2 separate regions of the Mus musculus genome follow, and region 2 is linked to region 1. A link is a contact called in public promoter capture Hi-C data. All regions are on one chromosome and are shown on one strand. Each heading gives the region's core, a stretch centred on a gene start, on an enhancer-like site or on the middle of the called end of the contact. The rest is flanking DNA. Distances are from core to core; before and after follow the strand shown. Region 1 holds the start of Endod1 (endonuclease domain containing 1). Region 2 holds the start of 1700019J19Rik (RIKEN cDNA 1700019J19 gene).

Region 1 (2,976 bases), core at 76-2,575:
TGGTGGCCGGCAGGAACCAAGGGCTCTGGGACACACAGGGCTGGAAGGCTGGGGAGAAGTCAGAGAGGCAGGACAGGGTGTCTTACTGCGGAGACCTGGCAGAGGAGAGCCAGTCAGCAGTTTCTGTATGGCCCATGGAAGGCTTTCTCGGTGTTTGATCCCTGCCGCCAGACAGACCCAACACTGTGAAAGGTCACTTGATTGCAATGGTCTGATAATCTACAGATACGAAGATTCAGGAAAAACTGGTTTGTCCTTTCTGCGTGGGTACTACCCCCACTGAGCTTCCCAAAGTCCTTGCACTGTCAGAAGCTTTCCCCTAGCAGAAAGGGCAGTGATTTTCTAGCCTCAAGACCAGCTCACTCATCTCACCAGCTGGGTGGTCTTCTGCAAGCTCCTTCACCCCTCCTTGTCTGGAGCTGCTTCCTGTAAAGTGGGGTGAACTTGCCCACCGCCCAAATGTTGCTGAGGGGATGTGGGCGGGCCTGGGAAGCTTGTGCTTCCCGCGGATCTGCCCGGTCTTGGCCACCAAGGGCTGTCTCCCAGTTCATGTTCTCTACTACCCAGGAAACCAACCAGACACTGCAGACGTCTGAGCCCAAGAGGAGGGAGGGCCATCTCCTCGGGGAACCTCCCGCCCCTGCGGCTTAAGTGGAGACTCCCACCCAGGCAAGGCAGGCTGCAGTTTGGGGATGGGGAGACGCTGGGGGGTAGATCTGAACTTCAGATCCCGGTTCTCCCGAGTCCTGCTTACCTGCGGCTCCAGCAGCCCGCGCTGCTCGGCACTGCGGGACGCCGGGCGCGCAGCGCGAAACGCGGAGAACACGGGGATGCGGTGGCCAGGACTGTACAGAGTGGCGAAGCGCTCGGAGCCCGCGAAGCGTTGACAGATCCTCACGTGCGCTTCGGTCGCCAGCCCGGCGGGTGGGGTCCCCTTGTAGAAGAAACGGTCGCATTCGCCGAAGCCCGCTTGCTGCGGGAGCAGCAGCCGGGCCTGCAACAGCCCTGCCAGGGCCAGGAGGCCGCCCAGCGCCAGCCAGCGCGCACAGCCCATGGCGGCCTCTGCGCGGCCGGGCGCCGCTAGAGCAGGGAAGTCCGCGGTGAGCCTCTCTGGCGGGGCGGCTCTGGGCCAAGGCCGCGCCCCTTCTCCGCCTCCACCCCGAAGATGGCTGCAGTGCTCAGCCGCGGCTTTCTGCGGCTGCACCCACCCCTGGAGACCGGACACCTGCCGCGGCGCTGCTGTGTGCCAGAGCTCCCCCTCCGCGCTGGACTGGCTTAGCCCAAGGGGCTGTCCCCAGGGCTGGCGCTGAGAAGTCGGACCTTGCGTGCACCAGGTTCCTCCGGGATGGGGAGATGTCCACAGAGGAGACGGTGCCTACCCTTCCGCATCAGACCCCAGTTAAGAAACCCTGTTAAAGCCGGGTTTTTGGTAGAGGCAGGGGGATCCGTAAGACCCTGCTAAATAAATAAATAAATAAATAAATAAATAAATAAATAAATAAATAAATAAATAAATAAATACTGATAAAGGAAGTTCTTAGGCAGACAGCACAGCCCGGCCGTGGTTTACTTGGTATGAGCATTAGATATCAAACCGAAACTCAGAAGGGAACAAGACAGCCAACACCCTGTATTCATCCCACTGCTCACATGCCTCTGCACACCCCCACCTTGAATTAGTAGAGTGATAACCGACAAGAGCAGGATCTCTGTTTGGTGAGCCTAGTATTAATTAAAAAACAAGCAAACAAACAAACAAACAAACAAAACATGCTGTTTACGGAATCACTGAAAACCCAGTGTTAATCCACTGCGTGACTCCTACAGGGTTTTAGGATACAGTGAAGGAAGTTGGCCTGAAAAGATGATATCTGAACTGACACCCTGAGGAAGGCAGCCCCAAGCTGGACTTTCCCAGAGGGGAAAAGAATGTGGGAGGGACTTGAGACAGGCTGGTGGAATAAAGAGCAGAGGAATCTGGCTGGGATGTGAGCAGAGTGATTGACTAGGATTAAGAAGCCCAGCCCCGGTTCCCACTCCCAGTAAATAACTAGCTGTGGTGGTGTGCACAGGGACCAGGAGTTCAAAGGCAGAATGGGCTTCTTGGACCCTGACTCAAACTGAAGTAATTAATTTAGTTTAAAAATAAAACTGAGGTCTGGAGCAACAGTATACATTAGGTTAGGGAACTGAGAAGGGCGACTTAGGCTCGTAATTCCGGGACAGAGGTTAAGACCAGCCTGGACTACAAATCAAGACCGTTTCAACAAACAAACAAACAAACAAAATAAATAAATAAAACATCACTGAAAGCTTGGATCTTTCTACCATAACCAGGTTGGGGAGATGGCTTCATGGTCACAGTGACTGCCACGCAAACTTGGCAGCGGGGGTCCAGATATAAGCAAGAGGATCTGTTTGCGTTTGATGCACAGAACCTGAGTTTAAAAAGAAAAGCAGGGCAAGGTGGCACAGACTTGTGATCTCATGTTGGGGGCACAGAAACAGCTAAGTTCTTGGGGCTTGAAGATCAGCTTGGCTTCCTTGGTGAGCGTCAGGTCAGTGAGAGTCAATGTGGACAGCTCTAACACCCAGGACTCTAGCTGTGTACATATCTCTGCCCCACTGCCTCAGACCCACAGTAGGCTTCAGTTTTATCCAAGCCTCCTGTGGGCTGCTGCCAGATATAAACATCTAATGTTGATAATACTGTCGACTTGACTTCCTTGTGCTCATAGCAAAAGACACTGTTTTTGATTTTGCTTTTGATTGCTCACATGTTTACTTTCCAAGGATAAAATTATAAATATTTTGAATTTTATTTTAAAAAATTAAAAATTTCCTTATCTCAAGATTCCAGAGGAAAAACAATTACAGGGTGGGAAGGCTTAGAGCTAATTCAGATATTTGCTGATCGCTCATTCCAGGGGAAGGCTGTCTTAGAAGCATCAAGAATGTTCAAGAATGCTTCCCAGT
Region 2 (2,764 bases), core at 171-2,670, 290 kb before region 1:
TCCCACCCCAGAAAGTACTTGAGGCTGGGCTAGGATGAAGTTGCTCCTCTGACTTCACTGACCTCATAGTCTGTGTGAGGTTCTTGGTACATGCGTATTTGATCATTCCCAGGAATTCAGCAGCCTTGAGGATGGAGGACAGGAAGACACACAGTCTTGGAGGGAAGTCCCTGGGAATTCTGAGAAAGGAATGTCAGGAGTTGTAGACAGCTCTGCAGACACTTAAAGTAGGACACAGATGAAAGAGGAGACCCTGAGGGGAAAGCAGGCCCACAGAAGCACTGAAGCAGTGTGTGTGTGTGTGTGTGTGTGTGTGTATGCGCGCACGCATTAATACCAATATTATTTTATTTGAATGGGTGTTTTGTCTGTACATATGTTTGTGCATCCATGGATGCTTGGGGTGGGTGTTAGATCCTTAGGAACTGGAGTTATACACAGATGGTTATGAGCCACTATTTGGGTGATGGGAATCAAACCCAGGTCCTTGAGAAGGGTATTCAGTGCTCTTGACCATGGAGACATCTCTCCTGTCTTATTACTATTTCTTTTTAAGTTTAAATTAGATTGACCTCCTAACTTTAGCTAAAAAAAATATAAAATTGAACACATTAATGGAATATCAAGTGGTATTTTCATTAATATAAACATTGCATAATATCAATATGAACAAACATATAAAGGACATTAAATCAACTCCTGTGCTCCTGGGTTATCGGTCACAGTGTCCACGAACAGATGGAAACGGCTTCAGTTCTCATTACCTGATAGATAGATAGGAAAAGCACGGTCCGTGCATGCAGCAGAATACTATGCAGCCAGGAAAAGAATGGGTGGCAGCGGGGGCGGAAGCAGAGCTCATTAGGTTGAGCAAATTAAGCCAGGCATGAAAGCTCAAATTCCACACTCTCTGTGGCAAAGGAGACAGCTGATGTCACAGAAGATGAGAGCAGACAGAGGATTCCAGGCTGGGGGAGCAAGGAGGGAGGGGAGGAAGAGGTGGTAGCTGTGTTTGACCTGATTTAAATATCACTTTCTTTTTGTTGTCTCTCGTCCCCCACCCCCATGATGCCTGAGGGTGGCTACTGCTGAAGACAAGCAAGTGTCTGTTCTATGCTTTATTGGTTCCCCCGCTCATCTGCTCCCCCTGCTCATCTGTTCCTATCAGCACTACTGTTACTGCGGAAGGGCTCCTAGCTTAAGAATCAGACAGCACTGACTTGTGTGTGACCCTTCCCCCTGCCCACGAATACTAGAACAGTGTACACCAGTTCCAATATAAACTGTGCTGCTCGGCGCTTGTACCCTGCAGAGCGTCCAATAACTTTTGCTGAGCCATCCAAGCCCAAGAAAAAATAACCCACTGTGACAAAACAAAGGCAGCTTTAGCTCAGGCCGGTACCCGCCAGTCAGGAGAGGCAGGCGAGGGCACCTCTGGGCAAGCATGGTCTTTGGTGTGCTGCCAAGCTGACTGTCCTGAGTGTGACAAAGCAAGGGAGGGGCCCAGTGGGCCCCAGTCAATGAGAAACAGATCTGCCCTAAAAATAACAGTGAATGAACAGGCTTGCTTACACTGTCTTGCTTCAGAACTGGTTTGGCACAAAATCAGACCTAATGATAGGTTCAGAAGGAAAAATTCATGGTTGGGATTTGGAATCCTCTGAGCCAACCAGTTATCCACAAACAAGTCCACGGCTCTTCCGCTGGGTTTCCCAGAAGGTCTTCCAGGACAGGTCTCTTGTCATCATGGAGGACTCCACAGTCCTATCTGGAGTCGCCTACTCCGGAGTGGAGAGATGGAGAAGGTAAACTCACACTGGCGCATAGTTCCAGGTTATACATGCAGGAGAAAGAGACCCTAAAGGAGAAAGCTTCTCTTGGATGGATGGTGAGAGGGGCTCAGCAGCGGGAGGGTCTACTTCAGCCCCAAGATATTTACAGAGCACTTCCTGAAAGAAGAGGCACCTGACTAACAGCAATCATTCCACCCACACATTGCTTATCATCATGCATATCTCAGAGTGATTTAAAAATAAATTTGTGGGGGTGGAAAGTGATGGCTGTTACCAAAGATGCCTAGAGATTGTTTCCCTCCTGGGTCAAGTCCAGCTGTCTAGAAGCCCTGCTGAAAAGGTTCATGAAGGTTTACATGGGTTCTGGATGACCATGGTGAGACCCCAGGTCTGTTGGTGCTCTCTGTGAGGATGGAGGGGGCTGCTGCCTATTCAGTGCTCGAAATTCCCTACAAAGAGGAGAGCTGAGTTCCAGGTGGGGAAGGAGCAAGGTAGAAGGGAACCAGCTCTACCTCAGCACAGCCCCTGCCATTGGAAAAGAGGACGTAACAATGTGTTCCAGAAGGAATGGACAAGGCACAGTCATGGAGAAGCAGTGAGGACAAAGGGGATGGAAGGCTCCTAGAGGCCACAGGGCAACAACCTCTTAACACATTTGCTTTTCATGGCAGTGAGCTCCTGTGAGCCCTCCTGTTTTTCCTTGAGCAGAGAAAGTCGAGGGGAGTTTGTCCCAGAGCCCAGCAAACTTCTCCACAGATCTACCCTGAGTACAGTGGAAGCAGTTTGAATGGCCTCTTAAAGATTCTGTCAGAAGCCACAGCTTTGATGTCAGAGAGAAAGAGAGCAAGAGAGGGAGAGACAGAGGAAGTGAAAGGGAGAGACGGAGAGGGAGAGAGTTCAGGCACACTTTCATTCTACCTTCTGCTAGTCGTAGGCCAGCCTCTCTGAGAAGCCTGAGGTCCCAAGAGCTA

Evidence for each region. Capture Hi-C pulls out chosen DNA fragments and counts their contacts.
Region 2: a contact with region 1 is called in a promoter capture Hi-C map of adipose tissue, with 2.9 times the contacts expected there. The contact joins the promoter of 1700019J19Rik here to the promoter of Endod1 in region 1. A contact is called at or near these places in 4 of 39 promoter capture datasets (the C10 cell line, embryonic stem cells, hippocampal neurons and 1 more), 4 of 115 datasets of contacts at active chromatin or transcription factors (effector CD8 T cells, embryonic stem cells and memory CD8 T cells) and 3 of 9 other capture datasets (adipose tissue, embryonic stem cells and liver).

Annotation. Positions count from the first base shown.
Region 1 is chr9:14,379,917-14,382,892 of GRCm38.p6, forward strand. Endod1 (endonuclease domain containing 1) reads right to left here and starts at 1,326. Exons shown (of 2, transcript NM_028013.3): 1 at 755-1,326. The coding sequence starts at 1,054.
Region 2 is chr9:14,088,657-14,091,420 of GRCm38.p6, forward strand. It overlaps 1700019J19Rik (RIKEN cDNA 1700019J19 gene), which reads left to right and starts at 1,421. Exons shown (of 4, transcript NR_166640.1): 1 at 1,421-1,805.